Regions from separate parts of the Danio rerio genome. Here region 2 is linked to region 1. Evidence: chromatin contacts called from public Hi-C data. All regions are on one chromosome and are shown on one strand. Each heading gives the region's core, a stretch centred on a gene start, on an enhancer-like site or on the middle of the called end of the contact. The rest is flanking DNA. Distances are from core to core; before and after follow the strand shown. Region 1 holds the start of mpv17 (mitochondrial inner membrane protein MPV17). Region 2 holds the start of ift172 (intraflagellar transport 172).

The links. A called contact is a pair of places that touch in the nucleus more often than the background predicts.
Region 2: a Hi-C map of hematopoietic stem cells shows a contact between it and region 1, with 2.7 times the contacts expected there. The contact joins the promoter of ift172 here to the promoter of mpv17 in region 1. A contact is called at or near these places in 3 of 18 Hi-C or Micro-C datasets (caudal fin, hematopoietic stem cells and an unstated tissue).

What each region holds. Positions count from the first base shown.
Region 1 is chr20:41,949,037-41,956,704 of GRCz12tu, reverse strand. mpv17 (mitochondrial inner membrane protein MPV17) reads right to left here and starts at 4,697. Exons shown (of 8, transcript NM_201165.2): 1 at 4,481-4,697; 2 at 1,785-1,867. The coding sequence starts at 1,857. It overlaps si:ch211-243j20.2, which reads right to left. Exons shown (of 16, transcript XR_012396007.1): 15 at 7,516-7,668; 16 at 5,863-7,436.
Region 2 is chr20:42,114,146-42,121,813 of GRCz12tu, reverse strand. ift172 (intraflagellar transport 172) reads right to left here and starts at 4,189. Exons shown (of 48, transcript NM_001002312.1): 1 at 4,031-4,189; 2 at 3,637-3,780; 3 at 3,387-3,499; 4 at 2,704-2,743; 5 at 2,180-2,245; 6 at 2,009-2,088; 7 at 1,566-1,653; 8 at 709-923; 9 at 233-356. The coding sequence starts at 4,069. si:dkey-221h15.4 reads left to right here and starts at 5,181. Exons shown (of 6, transcript NM_001386238.1): 1 at 5,181-5,707. The coding sequence starts at 5,360. trnaa-ugc (transfer RNA alanine (anticodon UGC)) reads right to left here and starts at 4,423; the gene lies at 4,352-4,423.

The DNA of each region.
Region 1 (7,668 bases), core at 3,448-5,947:
CAGCTTATTGGTTGTAAATGCAAAACTAGAATGAGAAATCATTGAATACTTGGTCACTGGTTCGAGGCTCGGCTGGGTCAGTTGGCGTTTGTGTGGAGTTTGCATGTTCTCTCCACGTTCATGTGGGTTTTCTCCAGGTGCTCCGGTTTCCCCCACAGTCCAAAGAAATGCGGTACAGGTGAATTGGGTAAACTGTACCCAATGTACATCTGTAGTGTATAAGTGTGTATAGATGTTTCCCTGAGATGGGTTGCAGCTGAAAGGGCATCCACTGCGTAAAACATTTGCTGGACAAGTTGGCGGTTCATTACGCTGTGGCGACCCCAGATTAATAAAGGGAATAAGCCAAAAAGAAAACGAATGAATGAATTAATTAATCATACAGGGCTAAACAGAAATAACATTAACTTAATAGTTAGTAAGGTTGAAGTTATGTTTTGGATGGGATTAGGGATGTAGAATAAGATCATTCTTTATAAGTACTAGTAAACAGTTAAAATCTTAATAATAGGGATGAGCCAGTACATAATAGCATGAACTCTGACTTAAACTACACCAAAGAACATTTTGGCTGTTTGTTCAAACTACTTATTAAAAATGAGCTGAATAGATAAAATTCTTGTAATTTTTTGGGCACAACTTAATTATTTTATGTTCAATCCACTTTTAAATAAACTTAATTTGTGTTGGCACAATATAAAGGAATTTATCTGAAGCCCAGCATTTACCAGTGTAAAGCGTTACCAAATTAAGAGAAAAATATCAGCTCTGACATTCTCATGTTACTATCATTATACCACTAAAGTCAACCAAGCTCCTTTCTGCCGAATTTGTGTTCATGACCTACGGATACAAAACTTGAAGAGCTGATTGAGAACCATAGTCAGCATCTCTTAGGATAGGGAATCTTTTTTGTGTGATATATTGTTACAAAAATTATTGCGATAAGCGTTATTATTGTCATTTTGAGATCATTTTACACCACTAATTATATAATGATCATATAACATCATAATAATGCAAATAGCCATGGACACTTAAATATTTAGCACTTTTAAGGCTATTTAGATTTTATAATTTGATGTTAAAAAGTTAAATGTCCTATTATATACAGTATATAATATTAAATGTCCTATTAGGTAAATGTCCAATTATAAACCTGTGAGGTAAAATGTAAACATCATTGTAAAATGGCTTAAATGTTATTCGTGAACTTGTAATTATATATTGAAACGGCAAAAATGATTGCAGTCATGTCCAAGTATTGCACAATAAGTTGATATATTGATTATTGTGACAGGCCTAGACTTATCCAAAGACTTCAGTAGGACAACTCTGTAAAACATTGGACTTAAAGCTGCTTTGTGCTGCCATCTTCTGGCAAAAGGGTGTAATTACAGCAATGAATTAATGAATGAATGCAATTTTTTATTTGAGGTAGGAATATTATTTTCATAATAACATTTTAGATGAAAATATAATGAATTCCTGATTCATTACGAGTTAAAATTACAAGCAAACCAACATCCTGAAATAGACCTTCCCCCTTAATCTATGTAAAACCCACAGTGACAAAGTTCAAGCAAACAACTAAACAAACTGCTGCTTAGGGAGGTTTCTGTTGTTTATGTGGCTGATTAATTATTCAGGCTCAAAAATAACCGTGCTGTGTAGAAGTGATAGTGTAAACAGGAAAGGTAAACATTTAGTCAGTAGCGTCTGAGATAGAGTTGACCTGAAGAGAACTGGAAACATCAACTACATGGGTGGGAAAAAGCACTTACCAGCAGTTATAATCTGTACCTTCCATGGGTGTTTGGCCATCAGAGCCTGATAAGATCTCCAAAGACCCGCCATGAGACAAAGTCTAAAAAAAGAAAACAGTGAACAGCTCAAATTACTGCAATGAAAACTGCTGCAGAAATAGACAAAGATCAGAAGTGATAGTTTTAGTGTGCAGTTTGCTAGAATAATATTGATGCCACATTATGACAAACGGTTATTAGAGAAAAAATATATACATAAATCCAATATCCATTCCAAAATATGCATTATAATGTATGTTATTTTATCAGTGGGCTTGTTCTCTTTGGAGGACAAAACCTGCAAAAGTAATAAATAAATATGCAAATATATAAATAAATGAGTGAATAAACTCATAAATTCCTGCATAAATAAAACAATAAATAAATATGCAAATATATAAATAAATGAGTGAATAAACCCATAAATTCCTGCATAAATAAAACAATAAATAAATATGCAAATATATAAATAAATGAGTGAATAAATCCAGAAATTCCTGCATAAATAAAACAATAAATAAATAAATATGCAAATATATAAATAAATTAGTGAATAAATCCAGAAATTCCTGCACAAATAAAACAATAAATAAATAAATATGAACAAATATAAATATGTTTACTCATTTATTTATATATTTGCAGTTTTTTATTTATTGTTTTTGCAGGTTTCGTCCTCTATAGTTCTCTAGGGGGGAACATGTTTTCTGAAGTTATATATGCATTTTACATTTTTGTAGATTGTAAATGTTTTTTGTGACATTTTTACAGCGTTTATAACAATTTTATTACATTAATAACGTGCTTTTGGTGTCGTTTTTCATAGGCTGATGATTTCTCCCAGGTTAAAACCATTTAGGCACATAAATAAGAGATTGAGCATGATGATGTACATTTTACAGTTGCAATCAACAATTATTAGCCCCCCCATCAATTTTTTTTCTTTTCTAAATATTTGCCAAATGATGTTTAACAGAGCAAGGACATTTTCACATTATGTCTGATCATATTTTTTCTTCTGGAGAAAGTCTTATTTGTTTTATTTCGGCTAGAATGAAAGAAGTTTTACATTTTTTAAAAACATTTTAAGGTCAAAAATATTAGCTCCTTTAAGCTATATATTTTTTCGATAGTCTACAGAACAAACATTATTATACAATAACTAGCCAAATTACCCTATCCTGCCTAGTTAACCTGGTTAAGCCTTTAAATGTCACTTTAAGCTGTATAGAAGTGTCTTGAAAAATATCTAGTCAAATATTATTTACTGTCATCATGGCAAAGACAAAATAAATCAGTTATTAGAAATTAGTTATTAAAACTATTATGTTTAGCAATGTGTTGAAAAAATCTTCTCTTCATTTAACAGAAATTGGGGGAAAAAAATAAACAGGTGGGCTAATAATTCTGACTTCAACTGTATACTTGTCATGTTGAACGTTACATTAAAGTGGAGAAAATTAATTTGTGTAGTTTTGCCAAACACTGAGGCAGAAAATGTGATCTGAAGTGTCACACATCATGTTAAATACATTAATAAATGAATTAATAAAATAACTACAAATTATCACATTTTAATTTTAAAATACTTCTTAAACAATAAATATAAATGTGTGAATGTGTTTTTTCTGTTAAATTCACAAAAATACAAACTTGATAAACAATATAATTTACTACAAAATAAATAAATGAGTGAAAAACTAAATAAATATAGCACTGTAAATATTATGAAATAAAATAATGCATAAAAACAATATTAAACTATTTTCCCCCCAAATAACATCTATTACGTTTTATGTGCAGTTTACATAGATAGGATTTCTTATTTAATTAGTGCAAAACAACTAAAAACAGAGCAATACAAAGTAGATGAAATGAAATAAAGCGATAAAGTTACAAGGTTAATAAACAATTACAATCACAGCATACAAAAGTGTAATTAATATTCTCTTTTTTTAACATTCATTGTTTAACAGAAAGATGTTTTGAGTGCTTTCTTAAGTGAATCCTGGAATTGTAAGTAAGTCATTTTTAATTCAGAAAAAACAAAACAAAAAGCGCTCTGGGGTAAGTTCAAATGTATGGTCGGTGCTCTTTGGGTAAGGGATTCATCAAATCTGCAACAAGAATCAGTCCAAGGCACTCGAGTAAAGTGAAAAAATTAAAAAGCCTTTATTCACATGGCTAGATCTCTAAAAACCAACGCGTTTCGGCAGAAGTCTGCCTTCATCAGGGTAACATCAGGGTAATAAAGTCATTTTTAATCTCTTGTATAAATGCTATAATTATTTGGCTTAATTCAATATTCTCCGTGAAAGTTAGTGCTCCTCAAAGTCATTTAATAGCGCGCTCACGCTGATCAAAGGCGCGTGCAGTGCGCGTGGCCGCCGCACCATACATATTCAATCTTAAAAATAAAACAAATATTTTATTTTAAAGAACTGGATAAGAGTAATTCGGTTTCCTACTATATTCAAATTCAACACCAACAACGTGTCATTCATTGCATATATTTATTTTTCCATATTAACGGTAAATACAACTTCTTGTCTTCTCCAGAGTGCACACTATAATTAAGCATTAACGCTGCTTTAATGTACAACTCGCGCACAGTTAGTTTCATCTCGTGACCCAAGTTCGACTTACTAAAGAAGTTAAAAGAAATGTATTCTCACCTTTTCACTTAAAGAGATGTGAAACAATGTATTAAAGAAATGTTGGAGTTGCTGAAATTATAGCAGGTTGACTCCTGTTTTCAAACACAGCAGTCAAAAGAAAAAAGAAAAGAGAGAACTTCATAAAATGTGACTTTAAACACTGAACTCATTCAGCCTAGTCCATGTTGACCCGATTCAACTCATTTTACACAAGTCAACATAAGGTGATGCTCGACTGCGTTGTGTGAAGCAAGACAACGCTTACTATTTCAAAATAAAAGTCATTATCGTTAGCGGAAACCCCAGACAAGAAGTTAGTTGATATTATTAAAAATAGTTAATATAATAAAAATTATTTAAATTATTTTTTAAAATAATTATTTTTAAGCATCACAAAGAATATGTCTAATCGATTAACTTATGTCGACTAGCATCGAGTAACTGAATTTTATTTTGAAAAATACAGGGAACACCACACAAAACCAGTGTTTAAAGTAGGGATGCCCAAACTTTTTCTTATGTAACGTTAGGGCCAAAAAGCTGTGGGCCCAAGGTAAATATACCATGGGTAAGCAATCACATTTTAAAATAACTTAAAATACTGCTTTATATTAACTAATGTACATTTTAACCAAAATTATAATGAATTTATAACATTAAAAAACAATCCCATTTATAACAGAATGGAGTTCAATACCGATTACACGAGTCAAGCTCTATCCGTTTATGCCTTGATTTGATGTCTCGCTGATGTCTTCTATCCCTACCTGTAGAGCGGCAGTATTTACATTTTTAACATCAATCATTTATAACATTTAATTGAAACATTTTAGTTTAGCTCAGCGATTAAACAATCAACAAACGCTGTTATATTAGAAACGCTGTTATATCAAGTATCGCCCCGAACCATCCCATCAGTCTCTTCTCACACTGTACAGGCCAACTTTGGCCTGCGGGCTCTAGTTTGGGCATCTCTGGTTTAAAGTATAACTTTCAATAATCATATCGTTGACCAGTTATTAAAGAGAAAAGTAAATGTAGTTTTAGTTAGGCACAAGATAGTTTATTAAGCTTTTAATAGACACAAAATGTTTATAAGTGGAATGGCTTGCAGCTCTGGAGGTCAGTTTGAAGCTTTTGAACGGATAAACCATGAGAATCACTCATACAAAACTATTTATTGTACACATTTTTCGAGAGCTAAATAAAGAAACATCTTTTTTTCCCCTTGCAAAATGTAATGAAATCTGACAGTGCTTTATTTAAAATACCACATAACCAAACTATAAAATTACTGTCAAACTATAAATCAACTATAAAATCACTATAAAAGACATGCAGTGTAAAGTATAAGTTTAAATATTCAAATCTTAGACATTATTGAAGAGAAAAAGCAACAGTTTTAGTTAAGCACAAGATATTTTATTGCGCTTTCAATAGAGACACAAAATGTTCATACTGTAAGTGGAATGGCTTGCAGCTCTGGAGGTCAGTTTGAAGCTTGTAAACGGATAAACCATGAGAATCCCACACACACACACACACACCATTTACTACACATTTTTCGATAGATATACCGAGAAGAAAGGTATTTTAAATGGCAAAAGGTCGTGAAATCTGAATCCTTAACTGAGATTTGACTGTGCCTTATTTAAAATCAGCCATAACCAAACTATAAAATGACTGTACACAAAACAAAAACAGGTCAGTTAAAATAGAAAAGCACAAACTACAATAAGACATATTACACTAAGAGTCCTGAGACAAAGATGTACATTTCCGAGTTACATTTTGACAAGTGGGACCAAACAGACAAATCAATTTTCTATTAAATAACGTGCAACACTCCTCTCTAGGTGGAAGCTGTGATCAACTTCTATTGTTTGATCATGTAAACTTAAGTGTATCACAGATTGTTTTATGCATATGATTACTGTCACTATCGAAAGCAATGGCTGATTCAATCTCTCTTTTGATTTAAGACCTTCACAAAGTTTCTTGTAATTATTTCTCAAATTTTCTCATAGCTGATCAATGCCACTTAATCAGTCATGACAAGTAAAGCAGTGAAAAAAATAAATAAACACTATACACTCTTTAAAATTCAAGTATTTAACAGAAAATGGTTGCAATTCAAATTTTAAACCTAGTTTGGGTTCTCTCTGTGGCACTGTAGTGCTAAATGATAAGCAAATAATAATCCTTTGGACTAATTTTTTCATTAATTTCCCACATTTTTTATATACAACAAAAAATAATAATAATAGAAAAGACATTTAACATCCACTTCAGCCTTCAAGACATGAATGAATTAGAAAAAGAAAACAATATTGTTCACAATCAGAGCTACAGTAATGCAGTAAAGCAACAATATCTTCAAATTTTACAAAGATTCTATATTGTAACATGTATGCAAATTATTAGCAATGCTTTAATAAAGGCAGATGAAACTTGAGCTAGAGGTAAATGTTTCCTCATTTCGGATAATTTGCTCAAAAACACACTTCAAATGCACATGTACGCCATACAAGATGACATGAAGTCATCTCACATTCACAAGCAATTATTTATATACCGTGATTTGCACAGTATAAAACTGTATAGTCATACTATAAAACAGTTTCACCATTTCAAGCACACCAATAAAGAAACTAGTGAAATAAGTCCGCTCATTTCCCATTTCAAATGAAAAATGTTCAAATTGTAGCGTCACTAATGGTCAAATAATATTCAAAATCAGGATCTGTTGATGTTTTGGCCTGCATTGAATGTGTGTAGCAAATCAAACCAGCAGCAAGAGGCGGCTAAGGCTTATGTTTAAATAGAGCAATCAAGAGATTAAGTGCTTAAAAGTTCCCTTCTCCATTGCATGCGGATACAGTCGCTCACGTATAACCTCAGTAGTCCATTCCCTCATCGCTTTCATAGCAGTCTGAAGGAGCATCGGTCCCAAAGTAACGGTCCCCAAAATTACCTGCAACACAGTGGATGTTGATTACGAGGTGCTGAATGCGTAATGTTTTGTTTGTGGGTGATGATAGAGCTCTTCTTACCTATTCCTGGAATGATGTGAAACTCATCGTTGACCTTCTTGTCGACGGCGGTGGTGATGATGCGCACTTTGGGAAAAGCGTAGGCCACTGAATGAACCCCCATCTCCGCCATGAGCAGAGACAGCAGGAAGATTTTGTCCTCCTGGACATCGT
Region 2 (7,668 bases), core at 2,940-5,439, 170 kb before region 1:
ATATTGAACTATGATTGATAAATGCTGTAATATTGTTGTTCATTCTTAGTTCATATTAGTGTATATACATTAACAAACATGAACTAATAAAAAAAATTGTAAATCGTGAACATCATCTCTAAAGTCTCTCCATTGTCCCAAGTGAAAAAGCTGAACCTCACCATTATATTTCAACAGCCCTTTTATTTTTTACTTTTTACAAACTTTTTACAAACTATATACCGAGACTGACCACAGAAAGCCGAGAGCCATCTTTTTTCCAGGAGAGAGCTGTGATGGTGTACAGGTTTGGAATTTCTTTGGGAGAAGATTCATCCCATGTGCCTTTTCGAGGACTCCAATTAAAAACTCGCAATCTACACAAAAACAAGATTTATATTGGTTTAACAATAAAATAGTTGAACATTTATTAAAAGTTATCTCATCATTTACTCTCCCTCATGTTGTTTTAATCCCACTTTCTTTTGTGGTACACAAAAGAGGATATTTTAAAGAATACTGGTTGCTGGGACCCATTGACTTCCATATAAATTTTTCTTCCCTACTTTGGAAGTCAATGGGTCCCAGCAACCAGCATTCTTCAAAATATCTTATTTTAAGCTCAAAAGAAAAAAGAAACTTACAATGGAATAAAATCACATGAAGAAGTGTAAACGATGATGTAATAAAATTTTTGGGAGAACTATCGCTTTAAAGCTGCTTTCTCACCTGTCAAAGCTTCCTACAACTATGGACTGGCCACTAGGGCTCGATGCAGCCACAGTGAATTCCTTTTCGGCTCGATCTCGGCTGTAATCAAATGTCTGAATCACGTTGCCCTCCTTTCCATAGGCAACAATCTTCTTATCGCACCCAGCCACAATTATGCTGTTTGTGCCCCATGCTAAGGCATATGGTGGACATGCATGAGTCAGCAGTTTGCCCTGTCATCAATCAGAAAAAAAAAGATTATAATCAGCAGTTTTTTTTTTCATTTTTATATATATATATATATATATATATATATATATATATATATATATATATATATATATATATATATATATATATATATATATATATATATATATATATATATATATATATATGCATGTTTTAAATGCACATGTATTTTATGTATTTAAAGGTCCCATGAAGTGCTTTGAAATGTGAATGTTTATTTGATGTTTGACATAATCTCAACTAAAACAGTTAATACTGTAGTAGTTTTTATAAAACAGTCAATAGTGTTTTGCATTATCAACCCTCTGCCAGCGGATCAAATGTGATGCATCTTGAAGGGGGAGAGGTATGCCAGATCCTAGAGAGCATTTAATCACAATTTGAAGAGAAACTGAAGTATGAGGTGAAGTGAAAAACTGTTGATCCATTTAGGCAATCTGCAAACTGCAAGCCTTACATGTTTATATCAGTTTCATATCTTTTAAACGCGAATTGTATTACTGTTTTGGAGCACACTAGCTTATAGATATCCTAAAAAAATAACAATATCGATACTGACATCTAAAAAACTTTATTTTAATTTCGCGGGACCTTTTAAATGTATATAAAAAACAGTTCTTTACCTGAGATTCCCCAGATCCTTCATCATCAATGAAATACCGAACCACCGTTCCATCTGCGTGACCGGAAAGGATTCCCTTTCCTGATACACTGTGAAAATTGGAAAAAACAAACAGAATTATTGTAAAAAGTTAAAGTGCAATTACTAATACTCTATATATATATATATATATATATATATATATATATATATATATATATATATATATATATATATATATATATATATATATATAAACCCATTTACAAATATTAAAGAAAAAACTATTAAAAAAAACATTACATTAAAGTGTAAATAAAACAATCAAAGTTTTTATAAAAATGAATGCAAAGTAAAATTAAATACTTTAATGGTTTATAAATAATACTAAAACAATACCAATTTAAGCTGCTTGGACAATGAAGTGAGAGTCACAGGATAGCAATTTTAAATACGAATACATACTTTGAGGTTAGTGAGACAACATAAGAGTCTGTCCCATAGATTGTTGAGGACTTGCTTGTTTTTGTATTAGCTTGTCGAACCTAAAATTGATAACATTATTCAACAAAATGAATACTGACAAAAGAGGGAATTCAGCTGAAGTGCAAAGCATAGAAAAATGATCACACTTACTTTTCCTTCTGCTAGTCCAAATATAATTGCATGCTCAGACGGCCAAACCAGGCTTGTAACAGCACTCTAGGGTACAACAGCAAAATGAATGCACAAAATATGTGACACTTCTGCCCAATGATGTACTTTAATTAGAGCTGAACAACATATCATTTGATCATAGTCGTCGTTGTATATTTCTATACATTTCGATAACAAAGTTATTTTAAGCTTAATCATTTAATTTTTGTATTTGAATACTGTTAGGTCAGATTACCATAAAGCACTGTTTATTGATCCTTTGTTTGTCCTTTGTTGTATTTTTATATGTTTAATTATTTTTTATTTTATGCAGTTGTACGGCAAAGAAAAAGACCTGATCACCCTAGTCGATCTAAATGAATGAAATCTTTCTAAAGTTATTTAAGTCATCTGGTGAAATTACATTCATATCGCAAAATATTTTGCAGCAAAACAAAACGTTGCCATGTCAGACTTTTGCAATATTGTGCAGCCCTAATTTTAATATTTATCAAAATACTCACTGTTTGAATGAACTTGTTGCAAATAACTTTTTTATCTCCCCTGAAAAAGAACACATTTGGTTTAAAAATGAAAACGGCATGGTTATGCAAATTGTGGTTTGGGTATTGCACAGCTTTTCACTTTAATTGAAATAAAAAAATATTAGAAATATGGCATATGGTGAATAACTTTTTTGATTTCAATTTGTTGCATATGATTAAAATAAAACAACACTGAACACCAACCAAAATATGTCTGCAGCAGCTTAAAATGACAAAAGTGTCATATTGATAAAAGTAAAGTGTCCACTTAAATTTTTTTAAAACTTCTGTGAAAATAAAATGTCAAATTGTGAATTGTGGCAAACATGCAATCTCGATAATTATTTTCCAATAACAATATAGATTTCGATAGTTGTTACTTCCAGAATTAAAAGGGTACCCCATCAATGACTCAAGTCACAAAAGTTGGAGGGTCCATTAAATGTAACAACATATTTTCGGCCGTAAAATTTTCGATGGCCAAAAATTCGATACATTTCTAATATCAACACACTTTAAGATTCCCATTGTTGAACATTTCTTCTGTGTGACTGGCTCTTAGATCAATATAGAGTAAAAAAATAAATCGTTTATTGGCCCAGCCATAAGTGTAACTAACAAGAACATGTGAATAATTAATAGCTGTTCTCAGAGATACCTACCACTCCTCTCCAATTTTGTAAACAAATATGATGTTGTCTGTTTGAGCAACTGCTATCTTGGTTGAATCAGGGGAAAATGCCATAGACTTGACCACATAGGTTTTCTTTCCATACTGCAACAAATTACACGCAATTAATTCATCGTTTTTCCTGGAGGCTTTACCAAATTTAGATACGTAATTAAGTACATTTGCAGAACACAGATTATTTTTGTATATAAAAATGCTAATAAAACGAGATGAGAGCTTACTTTTGGGTCAGCAGGCTTTGTTGTAAATCTGTCTCTTTTCTCTCCCTGCTCATCATACAAAATAACCACTCTATCAATAGTGCACACTGCAAACTTTGCATTGTTTGGAGCCCAAGCCATACAGGTGACTTTAGCAGCTCCATCCTAAAGAAAAGCCATAACAGACACATTAATGTAGAGGCTTGTAATCATTTTGCTCAGATTCAAACAGCACTCAGAATATGCTATCTATTAATATTTCTTTGCACAACGTAAACGACTAACTTAAATCAGACAAGACACAATCTTCGAAGTGTTGCTAAGGTAAGAAGAGTCATCATGACTACAAATAGCGGACCGCCGAGAGCTAGTTAGCGTTAGCTAGCATCGCTAAATAACGTCGTCAATATTTTACCTGAGGCGTTAAAAGAGTCTTCATGTACTTAAGCTGCATACTTCAAGTTTATAATAAGACTCAGGGCAGTTAAAAGAACGTATTTCTTGATATAGCCATAATAGTTGTCAGGCTGCAGACATTTTGGTAAACACAGCTTTCCCCGTGGTTACCGTCGCCAAGGAAAGAGCGTATGACGTAGTTACGTAAACGACACGTGGTTTACTTTTTTTACTGTCGTTGTTTTTGGAAATATTTTTTTCGACATTTCGACAAGAATAGTTGTATGTAGCGATTGCGTATTTGTTCAAGTTAATAGCTTTAGCTCGTAAAAAATGTTCATGGAGATGCCGGGGATTGAACCCGGGGCCTCATACATGCAAAGCATGCGCTCTACCACTGAGCTACATCCCCAACCCGTAACAAAGCTGGTCGTAAAGGTAAATATATATTTAACGGTGTTGCGTATATGCGTGACAACTTGAAATTATTCGGGAACATTCGCGTCAGCATGATTGATTTCTGAGTCACAGTTTCCTATATTAGACATGGGTTTGAGCAAAATGTTAATATTTGTGGGATCGCATAAATATGTGAAAACCATGAAAACGTTTCTTCTCAATTTAAAATACAAAAGTGTCATTTAAAGCATGATAAATGATAATAATTCAGAATAGCTTTTTTCATGATTAATTATCAGGGTTATTTCACCCAAAATTGATTTCTTAGCTCTTCTGAATTTAAGCATGTTGTAGCATAAAATATCTTAAAACATGACAATTTTTTTTACCTTAAATGTAAAATAAAATGCTCTGAAAGTCTAACTGGCATCAAGAAACATAAGTTTTAAGAAAAAAACAAAATGTACATTGTAAAAAAGTTGACTCAACTTCAAATTTTAAGGCAACCGGCTTCAGGACATTTTTTAGTTTAGTAAAGTTGAGTAAACAAATTTCCATACAATTTTAGGTTGAGTCAACTTTTTCCAGTTTGCTCAAAACTAAATTATAAATCCAGGGAAGACTAGAATTTTCAAGTGATCTGTCGATAGGCTTCCCTGAATTTTAATATACACACTAATCAAGCAAAAAAGCTCCTCATGATAAAATTATAACCTCATACATGTGGCATCATTATAATGTGACCACATGCAACTTCTAAAATTAACTCTGATTTACTCTAGGTGACAGGTCAAACAAATGCATTGTGACTGGAAACCAACAGATGGCATACAAAGACCCCGAAGAACAAGCTGTACTTGAGATCAAGATTTACTGAACTGCATAAAAAATAATCACCAGCAATGTGAAATTAGATTTCTCTTCCAAAAAGACTACAGACATCGTCATTATGGGCTTTGAGAAAATACTGCACCACCTCTGGTTCATAAAAGACATTTTTGAGCTAATTCTTGGTGCTGTCTTTTACTTTTTTGAAGCCTTCGTTCGATTCTTTATTCCACGTAGCAAGAAAGATGTTGAGGGAGAGATTGTTTTGGTTACCGGGGCTGCAAATGGGATTGGAAAACTGATTGCCAAAGAACTTGGACACTATGGAGCAACATTAGTTCTGTGGGATATAAACTCGGAGGCACTGGAGAAGACAGCCAAGGAGTTGAAGCAAGTACTAGATGTGCGTGTTTATGCCTACACCTGTGACTGCAGCCGAAGGAGTGAGGTCTACAGAGTTGCTGAAGTGGTAATATGTAATTAATGTATAATTAATATAAAGTTACATGAGTCTATATGTAAAAGTTTAAGTATTAAAATAATAAAAAAGACTCTTCTTAAGACTCTGACTGTTACAAATCATTAATTTCTGTAGCTGTCTCCTTTTCCGTATTTGTTCTCTTGTATTTTTTTCATTCCTTTTATACAGTCAGGTCTATAAATTTTGGGACATAGAGACAATTCTAACATTTTATAATTCTAACATTTTTATAAATATAACATATTTTAGATTTGAAAAAAGTATATCACATATTTTTTTTAATTTTTTTTTTTAATATTTTTACAAAAATACCCATTTGATGACAATTAAAAATGGCTGACTTAGAGAAATGCAATATAAAATCAAAGCTGCAAGCAGCGATGAAAGGGACCTCGCACCCAGGCTCACCACCGCCTGGTGGCCTTAGGATGACAGAGAACAGCAGACAATATTAATTTAAGTCGATATATATAAAAGCCTGAGAAAATCACAGATTTTTGCCAAACTTGCTTCTGTCAACAGGTGGTGCTATATCTGTGACTGGATATTGGCATGTAAACATGTTCAAGTCAGGACTTTTATCATACGTGTGGATTTTGAGGCAGATCAGACAATGCATGTTTTAACAACTTCCTTTTTCGCGGCGAATCATCAAAGTTTGTGAGGCCGCCAAGGACACACCCTTCTACGAAAACTCTAGATCTTTGCAATTTAACATCGCCAAGGCCTTAAGGTGACAAAACACAATTTTGGTGTTGACTGGATAAAATTCCTAGGAGGAACTTGTTAAAATACAATGCCTGGAAATGGCAAAAATGCCACTTTTTCGGGGCAGTAAGTTAAAAATATTATTTTCGTGCGTGTGCATGAACCGCAGTTCGTTGGCCAGTCCATCAAAAGTGCAAAGGTGGTGCTGTCGAGTCATTTTGCCACGCCCACTTCCGAAACCTATATCAAATGTGAATATTCACATTTCTGGGGTGTGTGCAAAGTTTTGTGAGTTTTCGAGCACGTTTAGGCCCTCAAAATCGCAATTTATTCCGCGGAAGAATAAGAAGAAGAAATGGAGCAATTCCAAAAGGGCCTAAGCACTGTAGGTGCTCGTTCCCAAATAATACATAGTCTCCATATCTCTCCTAACCATAGACATCTTTTTAACCCTTCTAATTCACCCTTCTAATAATGTGTTTAAAATGTAAAACTGATGTGGGTACTTTAGCACATTGTATGTGGTCAAATGTAAAGGTAGTCTTTGGTGCTTGGGGAAATTGAAAGGATCTTTAACATGCAACTGAATTTTGACCCAGTTTCAATGATTTTGATTACCTAATGGACACATTTTGTCATCAGCTAATAAGAAATTGTATAATATATTAACGTTTGGCGCCAGAAAATGTTTTACTTAATTGGTTGGTTAGGTTGACAGAAGATAATTTGGGTTAATTCCCCTTGAACATCTTACCCATGTATTACACAAACAAACAGAATATTTTTTTCAAAGTTTTTCAAGGACTTGTCTTTGCCCTATCATATTAAAAAGATTATTGTACCAATATTATCTGAAAATTAATTAATGCATTTAGCCCTTGCTCTGATCTGCTTCATTTGGGGTAGTCCTGTTTTATATATAATCTGAGCTTTTTTCCCTTTACTTTTCCCCGTTTTTCTCCCTTGTTTTGTGTTGATATTTTTCTTTGCGTTTTTTTTTTAAGTTGCATTGTTATATCTGTATTATAGTAAAAAATCTACTTACTAATTGTGATTTTAAATGTTTATTTTCGTCACCACTATTTTTAGATTTTATACAGCAAGAAGTTTAACATATGCAATTTTTCTGTGATCACTTATTCTTAATTTTTTTAATAAGTACATGTCAGAACAAGTGTGTTATTTTTACAAAAATGTATCTCACACTGAAATGGCAATGGAACATTGTTTTGCCATTACTT